Linked DNA regions of Mus musculus: region 1 is linked to region 2. A link is a contact called in public Hi-C data. All regions are on one chromosome and are shown on one strand. Each heading gives the region's core, a stretch centred on a gene start, on an enhancer-like site or on the middle of the called end of the contact. The rest is flanking DNA. Distances are from core to core; before and after follow the strand shown. Region 1 overlaps Myo5a (myosin VA). Region 2 holds the start of Leo1 (Leo1, Paf1/RNA polymerase II complex component).

Region 1 (4,391 bases), core at 1,821-4,320, 240 kb before region 2:
CTGGATTTGGATAAATCTATGGGTTTCCAAGTAGTGCGCCAGCTTTCTGTCCTTAGATAAGTGGGCAATATTAAACATTATTCTGGTTCAACCTGTGCCTGAAATCAATGACTATGTCTCTAAAGGTCTATTTTATTAGATTGAGAGTATATAATCTTGCTCTTCATAATGCAGCTGTTTGTTTGTTTGTTTGTTTATTGGCAATGATACTATCTATGCCAATTAAAAGAGAACTTCATACAATTCAAAAAGATACAAATGTGGACAAGTTAGTTTCCATTACTGGCATCTGAGTTTCATGACATTATTAGGGTCAGGAGATGCACAGATGGTATAGAGTATCTGCTTTTCCTGTTTCTTTCAAAGGAGTGTGTAGCTTTGTACCCATTAGTGTGAACTCAACTACTCTACAAACTGTGTGGCCTCTCTACAGGCTCTTAGAATCCCAGCTACAGTCACAGAAAAGAAGCCATGAGAATGAGGCTGAGGCCCTCCGTGGGGAGATCCAGAGCCTAAAGGAAGAAAACAACCGGCAACAGCAGCTGCTGGCCCAGAACCTGCAGCTGCCCCCTGAGGCCCGCATTGAGGCCAGCCTGCAGCATGAGATCACCCGGCTGACCAATGAAAACCTGGTAAGGAGAGGGGCAGTGACCCTCTGCTGTATGTTCTTTTAGAAAAAGCACAGCCTTTTCTTTTTGGGAAAGATACTCTGCTGTCCCTAATAGAAAGGAAAATATGAATGTGTTGGTAGAAATGAATCAAAATAATAAAATCGTACCGACTATTTCTCATAGCAGTCTCTTGAGCAGTTGAGCCCCTCAGACCTCACATGGAGTGTCTGGTCTGGCCTGGAGTCTCCGGAAGAGAGTAACCTGACTACCTGCTAGGCTTTGAGTGGCAGGGAGACACAGCTACAGACCATTTTCCTCTGATCTCAGGCATCCAGGGAGGAGGCCTTCCAGCCTGTCTAGCCGACAAGCCAGGGAAGATTCTTGGTTGAGTCAAGCAGGAGCTATGTGTTGTCACTGGATACAGAGCTTCTAAAACGGGGCAGAGGGACTAGAATTGAACTTGGCACATTCTCTCGTTTTAAGCAGAGCCTGTATGGTAAAGAGGAAGGTGATTTTGCTGTTCCCCTTCCAGATTCTGAATGCTCACACAGACTCTCTAAGACCTTCTTTTTTCTTATTCCTTCCATTTTTTTTAACCAAAATAAAATATCTTCTATATTTTTCTTTATCACATTTACATCTATGTAAATTTTACAGATATACTTATTGCATAAAAGTCAGTTAAAGATTATAATTATTCATTTTTGCATAAAATCTGTTCTCTAGTGACAGATGAAAAAGTAATACCTTTTAAGATCCACAGTAAGACGTGTCTGAATTTCTCTGAAGGTCTAATTCCATTAGTGATAACTGAGAGTACAGATAGTTCTCTACCACCATATGTTCACCCATATTTTACCTAGATTGGAAAAAGTGTTTTCTTTCCAGTCTACTGTGTGTATGAAGCTCCGTGGTAGGAGTTGGGGAGGAGCAAGGACGGTGCCTGTGCTCTTTCAGAGCAACTGCACCTTGATAGGGACGGCTTCTGAGTCAGAAAATGTTCTTCAAAAGTTATGTTTTACTCTCTTTGCTGATATGACTAACAATGCTGTTGATGATTAATTGATAAATATGTGGAATAATACTGACTGATCAGTGTACAGATTCTTTGCTTCTGAGTGATTGCCTTAAAATGCTGACAGTGTGTGAAATGGGTTTGTTTCTGGGTGGCAGATTCTAAATTTGTTCACTAAGTTAATCAAGTGTTGCTCACCCTTATAACTCTTCTGTACTATCAGTATTTTGTATCTAACTCAGAAATGAACAAACCTTACACTCAAAATAGAAGTCTCTGGTTAGTTTGTTTTAGGCTATCCTTTGCAGATCATCTGCTTGTGCCATTCGTTACACTGACTGCTAATTTGAAGAATATTATCAAAGTCAAGTGTATGAAAGGATATTCTTTCTCAGTTTTAATTACACATTTGTTAGGATTCACTTGAGCAGAATATTAAGGTAAGCACGTCTGGGCTTAGTGCTTCTGAAGTTTTGCTGCACATGAACACACACGCACACACACTGAACACACACCAGCACACATAGGAATGGCTTTCTTACTCCTCAGGTGCACAGGCTTCACAGGTCTCCCCATGCTGCCTCTCACCAGCTCCACAAGTTGCAAACAGGACCGGGGTGCTAGCAGTGCTCCTTCCTGCCTTTTTATGTCATTGCCTTCCTTGCCCTTGCTGCTCTGATAGTGACTGGACAAGCAGCAGCTTGAGAGAGTCACATGTGAGGGAGCAGTAAAATGCTGGGAACTGAAACGTCAGCCTTCTCTGGTCACTATGGTTCCCTGTTCTAGTGACAACATCCTGGCCATCACCTATTTCCACTGTTCATGTGAAATAGAGACTCATCTATACATGGTAATAGCAGGTGGCAAATTGGAACCTGTGAGTAGATATAGTTTCGTTACATGTGTTTTAAAGTATTTTTAAGTTAATTTTGCTGAGAGGTAGCACTTGCTCAAAGACACAAGAAACAAATATCCATTGTACCTGTTTTTTCAGTATTTTGAGGAATTATATGCAGATGACCCTAAGAAGTATCAATCCTATCGGATTTCACTTTACAAAAGGATGATTGTATGTAAAACACAGTGCTTTTCTGTTGTCCTCTGCTACTTCTAGCCTTCTCTAACTGAAGAGCACACTGCTGTCTGTCACTGCCCAGGAGGTCTCTTCAAAAATATTCACAAAATCTCTTCCCCCCACCCCCCACAGCTATCTTTAGCCAGCTATCTTTTGGTGTCCCGTGTCCACTGTGTTTGGTTTGTTGTTAACCCAAGGCTTACAGTGTGATGGAAGCAATTGATTTCAAAGATAGAGTCAAATTCAGGAAGCATAACCCAGCACTGGGAATGTGAGCAGCTGTTTCCTCAGAATCACTAGTCAGATGTCTGAGCCCAGTTCTGAGCAAGCTAGAGAATGAATCAGCATTATCAAATGCTGTTCTTCTCTAAGACTCAGTGGCAACCCCCAGCCAGCTCCACTGACTCATGTCTGACCTTTCGAAGCTTTCTTAGTCTGGTCATGCCCACTTCCCTCTTCCTGAGTATCTAACTGCCTGTCCTTGGAGAGAATTCTTTACTAAATAAAGCCAGTATCTTACCTTCCATTTAAAAACACAGGTTTTCTTTCTCTCTTTTTCACATTTTACATTAGGCACTCAAACTTCATTTTTTTTAAATATATATATTGTGCAAGATTTGTGGGTATCTTTTATTACCTGGCATTTGGGTCTTATGCCAGCAGAACCCCACTCCCACCCCGAGGCAAGCTTTCACTACAACCCAGGCGGGCCTTGAATTCTCTCTGACTTCCTGGTACTTGGGTTATAGTCATGTACCTTCATGCTATGTAGCAGAAAGTTCTTTATCCTTTTGTTGTTATTACTTTTTTGTTGTTTGATTTGGTTTTGTTTGGCTTGTTTTTTTAAGGCAGTCTCTATATGTAACTCTGGCTGGCCTTGAACTCACAGAGATCCACCCACTACTGCCTTCTGAGTACTTGAATTAATGGTGTATGCCAGAACACCTGGCTCAGCTTACTTTTAGTTTCCCCAACTTCTTCATGTTTCGTAGGCGTTAAGGCTGAGTTTAGAACAGGTAACGCATAGCTGTGCTTTACTCACGGAGGGTCAGTCTTTTCCTAAGTGCAGCTGTCCTCAGCTCTCACAGACCTTGTATGCACTCATCAGAGCTCATCTTTGCCCAGTCCCCCTCACAAGTGACAGTGAGTCTGAGATGTTTCCATAGGAGCCTGCTGGGAGGCTTCCATCACGCTGTAGGCTGTAGCTGTAAGGAGCTCACTGCAGTGTCAGCCTTGCCTTCACTCACCGCAGTGTCAAAGCCTTGCCATCACCGGAGCTGCACCTCCTTTGTCTGCCAGTTTGAGCCAGGCGGTGGCTCCACCTGCAGCTTTTATGTGAAACTAACAGTGTGTTGCTGTGATTCCATCTGTGCGCCCTTTGTGCCTGTGCTGAGCCTGTTCTCATCTTTCTGACATAATTCTCATTTTGATCCTAGGATCTGATGGAACAACTTGAAAAGCAGGATAAAACTGTCCGGAAACTGAAGAAACAACTGAAAGTCTTTGCCAAAAAAATTGGTGAACTAGAAGGTACTTAAACATTTTTTAACAGCATTTGTCAAATTTTATGTCCATTGCTAGTGACCTGGTAGAGAGTTACAGGTGAGTTTTTAGAGAAAATAATCAAAATTACTTTTGACAATCTTAACCTCTGCGGAATGAAAAATTCTTCTATGTATGGGAATAATTT
Region 2 (5,025 bases), core at 75-2,574:
TAATTTAAAGAAGAGATCAGAAATGAGCAAATACTGCCAGAAACTAACCTAATACTACTGAAAGCTTCATCCTTAGTAATCCAGGCTGTCTTTGTGGCCCCAGCTGGCCTCAAATTCTCAGTTGTCTTCCTGCCTCAGCCTCCCATATTGGGATTTCTAGTCCTAAATCTTTTATTTTTCCCCAGTGCAGATTGAATTTGAACCCTCACTCATAATAGGCAAGCTCTGTACAGAGCTACTTTCCATGTGCCTAGAGGCCAAAGGCCGATTTCCAGTGTATTCTTGAAATGCTCTTCACCCCACCAGGCAGCACCTTACTTTTTTTTATTTTTTTTCCCCCAGACAGAATCTCTATGTATAGCCCTGGCTGTCCTGCTGTCCTGGAACTCGCTATGTAGACCAGGCTGGCCTAGACACCACCATCCAGCATCTGTATTTTAAGACAAGGTCCTTTATTGGACCTGAGAGCTGGGATTACAGATGTTGGAAGCCGTGCCTGAGTTTAAGTAGGTGCTGGATTTTCGGAAAACAGATCTTTAGTCTTTAAGGGCAAGTCATTTACCGACAAGCGATCTCACCAGGTCTTTTTTTTTTTTTTTTTTTTTTTTTTTAAAGATTTATTTATTTATTGTATGTAAGTACACTGTAGCTGTCTTCAGACACTCCAGAAGAGGGAGTCAGATCTCATTACAGATGGTTGTTAGCCACCATGTGGTTGCTGGGATTTGAACTCCAGACCTTTGGAAGAGCAGTCGGGTGCTCTTACCCACTGAGCCATCTCACCAGCCCTTTTTTTTTTTTTTTTTTTAAGGGTGGGGGTTCTCAAGGATCCCACGCTGCTCTTGAAGTTGCTATGCAGTTGATGATGAATTTGGGTTTCTGACCCTTTGCTTCTAGAGTGCTGGATTACAGGCGTGCACCACTAACTACTCCAGGCTAGAGCTCTCAATGACTTATTTCTTATTCTTCTGCCACAGGATCTACGTATGTAGACATATGCTGGCTGGCTGGCTGGAACTCGCTTTGTAGACGAACCTGGCCTGGTATTCACAGAGATCTGCCTCCCCAGAGCAGAGCGACCACACCCACCCTCAACTATTTTTAAGAAACCTGGCCGCAGCTGACAGGTCGTAAACAAGTCTGACCCGCATCCCAAGCTCCGCACAGCGTGCGAGCGGGCTAACGGAGTAGCGGGCGAGCGCAGACACCGGGGCGGGGGTGGAGGGGGTGGGGGCGGAGCCAGCCGAGTGCTGGAGAAAACTAGGTCACAAAAGTAAAGTAGGTCTTTGTGCGGCTCTTTACGACACGTCGTGTTTGGACGGGTCTGGCCGTAAAGCAGGCTCGAGCCGAGCAAGCCAAGGCCGCGGACCAAGCTGCTATGGCGGACATGGAGGACCTCTTCGGGAGCGAAGCTGAGAGCGAGGCCGAGCGCAAAGGTGCGGCGGACGGGCGGGCGGGCGGGCGGGCGAGCTCCGCGGATGGGCACATGGGGCGTCGGGTTGCTTTTCGGCCGGAGGCGCGGCGCCGGGCAACGCGAAGTCCCCAAGCTCTTGCCCAGCGCCCCCTGCATGCCCGGCGGTGCCCGCCTCTCCCGGGGAGACCGCCGCGGAGTCAGTGCCTGGAGGATCAGGGACCGGCCTGGACTCCTGGGGGAGCAGAAGGGAGGACGTGTGGCCTGCGCCCCTCCGTGCATACATGGCCAATTGAAAGGGTGGCTGGCAGTGAATGAGTGGAGACATGTTCAACTGCCCATCGGGCGCGGTAACGCCCCGTGTGAAAGGGCGAGTTGATGGGAGAGTGTAGATGCCCCTGAAGGGTCTGGGAGGGATCAGGTTGGAGTTCTACAGAAGGACTACGCACTGGCGATGGGTGCCCTTGGAGAGCCTGTGCGGAAAGCCAGTTTCCTTGTCTGTGATGTAAGAATGGGGAAACTTGTGGAGTGTTTGGAGAGGAGTGACAGGATTTGGTGATGAATGAATGAATGATGGTTCATGGGGGGCATTTCTGGCACAGGTCTACGAATATCTGAATTTGAGATGTGAATAGAAGAATGAGGAAAGATCCGAGATGAACTTCAGAATTCTTGCAGCCCCCCCAGGCCCAAATTAACTTCTATACATGTCATTTTCCTTGCCCCTCCCCCCATTCGTCACCAACTCCAGTTTGTATGTAATTACTCCAGTTGTGGAGGGAGCACTAAGTAAAAGTACAGAGAACTAAACTCTTCCTGTGCCCGGCTTTGCTCATAGTTTATTCTCTGTGTCTTCGAGGCACAATTCTGTGTACACCTTCCCATGTTTTCCATGAAGCGTTTCATTCATTCAGTAAACAAGGATCCCTATCATCTCCTGGCCACCTTGCTAGGGGTTGGGAATGTAATCATGAGAAGACAGGTTCCCGCTCCCCAGCTTAGTGCTTAACGCTTAGTGCTTTTTTGCATCCACTGGTGAAAGCGTCGTTTAGTAAGATGTACCTGTAGTGCTTTCTCATAGCCACCCATAGCTTAGGGAAGTGGAGTGTACAGATGATTGCAGTTCTACGCTTTCTTCCCCTCCCCTTTCTTCCCTTTTAAAAACTTCTTTTAAGGTCATGGCAGTTTTCTTCCATTTTACCATTGAGTTAGTGGACTCTCCAAGACTGACTTTCAGGGTCTGGTGTCCTGTCTTTGACAACTGCTCTTAGTCTTGAAGTTGCTACGGATGTGACAGGGTAGAACTTGGTAGGTCTGCCTGATTGTCTGCTTACCTGCCTGCGTGCCTCCTTCCCTTTCTTTCCCCCTCTTTCTTCTACTGGATCTGCTGTGTATGTTGCCTTTGTTGGCTTTATACTCCCGATTCCACTTCCTCAGTGAGTGCTGGTCTTAGTTAGATGTGTACCTCCACTTCCAGCTAGTACTACTACGTCCTATTTTCTATTTCTGCTATACGTTGATCTTGTGACTTGATGCTATCCTGATGCTGATATGTTTTCTGTCATTGTTTTTGTGGCTCCTTTAGGGTTTTCTACATGTGAAACCATGCCATGGTGATTAGAGATAGTTGTACTGTTTCTTTCTCTTGCCTATTTATTTACCTTGCTATGGCTGGTACTCTCTTTATGATGTCGAATGGGACTTGCAGAAGTAGATATTGTTCTTGACCTCAGAAGGAGTATGTCTAGGTTTCTAGCATTGTTTATGGTTTATAATCATCGACTCTGTAAGGTCTATAATGTCATCCCCACTTGCATTCTTGACTTTAGTAATTTGAGTCTTGCTTTTTTTTTTCTTGTACAGTCTGCCTAATGGTTTAATTTTGTTAATGTTTTTAAAGAATGAACTGTTAGCCAGGCATGATGGTACATCTCTGTAATCCTAAAACTCAAAAGACAATAGGCAGAAGGATTGGCACAAGTTTGAGGCTTGGTCTACATAACCAGTTGCAGGCAGGCCAACTGAGACTACAAGAACTTATTTAATGGAGGAAAAAAAAATCCAACTACTGGTTTTAAACTACTGGTTTTATTGATTATCTACTTTGGGCTTTCTTACTTTCTTTTTGTTTTTGTTTTTTCAAAACAGGGTTTCTCTATGTAGCCCTAGCTGTCCTGGAACTTGCTTTGAACTCAGACTGTCTGCCTCTGTCTCCCTCTGGGATTAAAGGTGTGCACCACCACACCCGGCTCAAGGGTTTGTTTTTGTTTTTTTGACAACTTGATATGTTTAGCTGTGGATTCCTTAAGGTTTTTCAATGTGGCATTAATTAAACTTCTCGGATGTTAGATTCGTTCTATTTGGGTCATTATTTCTTTAGCTATTACCTTCTTCTGTTGGCATATTTGTATTACTATTTGATTGTGTTCTTATACCTCTACCTCCCTTCCAACCCTTCTCCACTTTGGTCCCTTTCCACGCCCTTCCCCCCCCCCCCAGCATTAGGTAGGAGAGAAAGAAGGTGAGAAAGAGGGAAAAGGGGGTGCAGACCTCTGTAGGCGACTTTGTACTGATTAAGGTCATACTGGTCCTTGGATCCATCCGGTCTCTGTCATCAGGATATCTACAACTTCTTCTTTTCATCTCTTTGCTCACTTTGTTCATGATTACTTTACAAACCGCAGCAGCAATCAGGAGCAGCAGCTTTCCCAGAGTGCCCTCTGCTCTCTCGGGGCTCTGTGTCTATACCCTCCCCAGAGTCCCCAGAGTTAAACTATCTGGCAAAAATCACACCCCTCCTAGAGCAGGAGACAATCATGGTTAATGGCTGCAGGCAAACTGAAGCAGCCCCATAGTCCACACCTGGGATTAAACAAAAACATACTCATATGACATAACTGGGGTTTGTAAACAAACCAAAACACTACATTCTTCACTCCATAATGCATATGTGGTGCTCTGATGGGACTGTGTACAATTGTTTTTCTATACTTCTGCTCTGTTTGCTTTTCTCTTCCTGCTGCATTTCGGGTACAGGGACCACTACCTGCTGGTCAAGAAAGTGATCAAGATGAAAGAGGTGATTCAGGACCGCCCAGTAACAAAGAACTGTTGACAGCAGTGAGGAGGAGATGGGGGGGCTCTCATCACAGTGGCGGGGATGTCACTCTGAACCAAGCAGTGCTCCCTGTACCAGAATGTAGGGCTGCTTACTGTTTTATTTCATGTCTAAGAACTAGGCAGTGGTGGGGTCTGAGGTAAAACATGAAGAGTTCTACTTTGTTTATTTAGTTAGTTCAGCTTTTTGAAACAGGGTCTCACTCTGTAGCCTAAGATGGCCTGGGAGTTACTGTGTAGCCCAGGGTGGCCTCCTATTTGAATGAACTGATCCTTTTGCTTCCGCTACCTGGGTTGCTGAGGTTGAGCTAGTGTGCCTGCTTACTGCAAGTCTGCTAAGTTGTCCTAACTGAACCTTCTGGTCCTTGAACCTTCTTTGTCTCTGGAACAGTGAGAGCGTTGGCTTCAGCAGCCTTGCCAGTTTCTGTTTGTCTTTTAGCAAATTGAGACGGACTTCTAGAGCTCCTCGCTCTGCTGATATTCCTTTGTGTTTACAC

What was found. Hi-C and Micro-C count contacts between places; a contact is called where the count stands out from the background.
Region 1: a Hi-C map of the HPC-7 cell line shows a contact between it and region 2, with 2.7 times the contacts expected there. The contact joins the enhancer-like site here to the promoter of Leo1 in region 2. A contact is called at or near these places in 3 of 39 promoter capture datasets (the 3T3-L1 cell line, the C10 cell line and hippocampal neurons), 4 of 484 Hi-C or Micro-C datasets (the HPC-7 cell line, adipose-derived mesenchymal stem cells, cortical neurons and 1 more), 2 of 115 datasets of contacts at active chromatin or transcription factors (the SCID.adh cell line and bone marrow-derived macrophages) and 1 of 9 other capture datasets (pancreatic islet).

What each region holds. Positions count from the first base shown.
Region 1 is chr9:75,193,506-75,197,896 of GRCm38.p6, forward strand. Myo5a (myosin VA) reads left to right here. Exons shown (of 41, transcript NM_010864.2): 31 at 434-632; 32 at 2,621-2,695; 33 at 4,138-4,231. Among named protein-coding and RNA genes, the nearest start is that of Myo5c, 36 kb to the right of the region's middle. Within about 2 kb of position 3,071, at least 162 of the 459 cell types and tissues checked have an H3K27ac peak or open chromatin away from gene starts, as enhancers often do. A contact at or near this core is called in the HPC-7 cell line, adipose-derived mesenchymal stem cells, bone marrow-derived macrophages and 3 more, where this site is marked.
Region 2 is chr9:75,440,200-75,445,224 of GRCm38.p6, forward strand. Leo1 (Leo1, Paf1/RNA polymerase II complex component) reads left to right here and starts at 1,325. Exons shown (of 12, transcript NM_001039522.1): 1 at 1,325-1,436. The coding sequence starts at 1,379.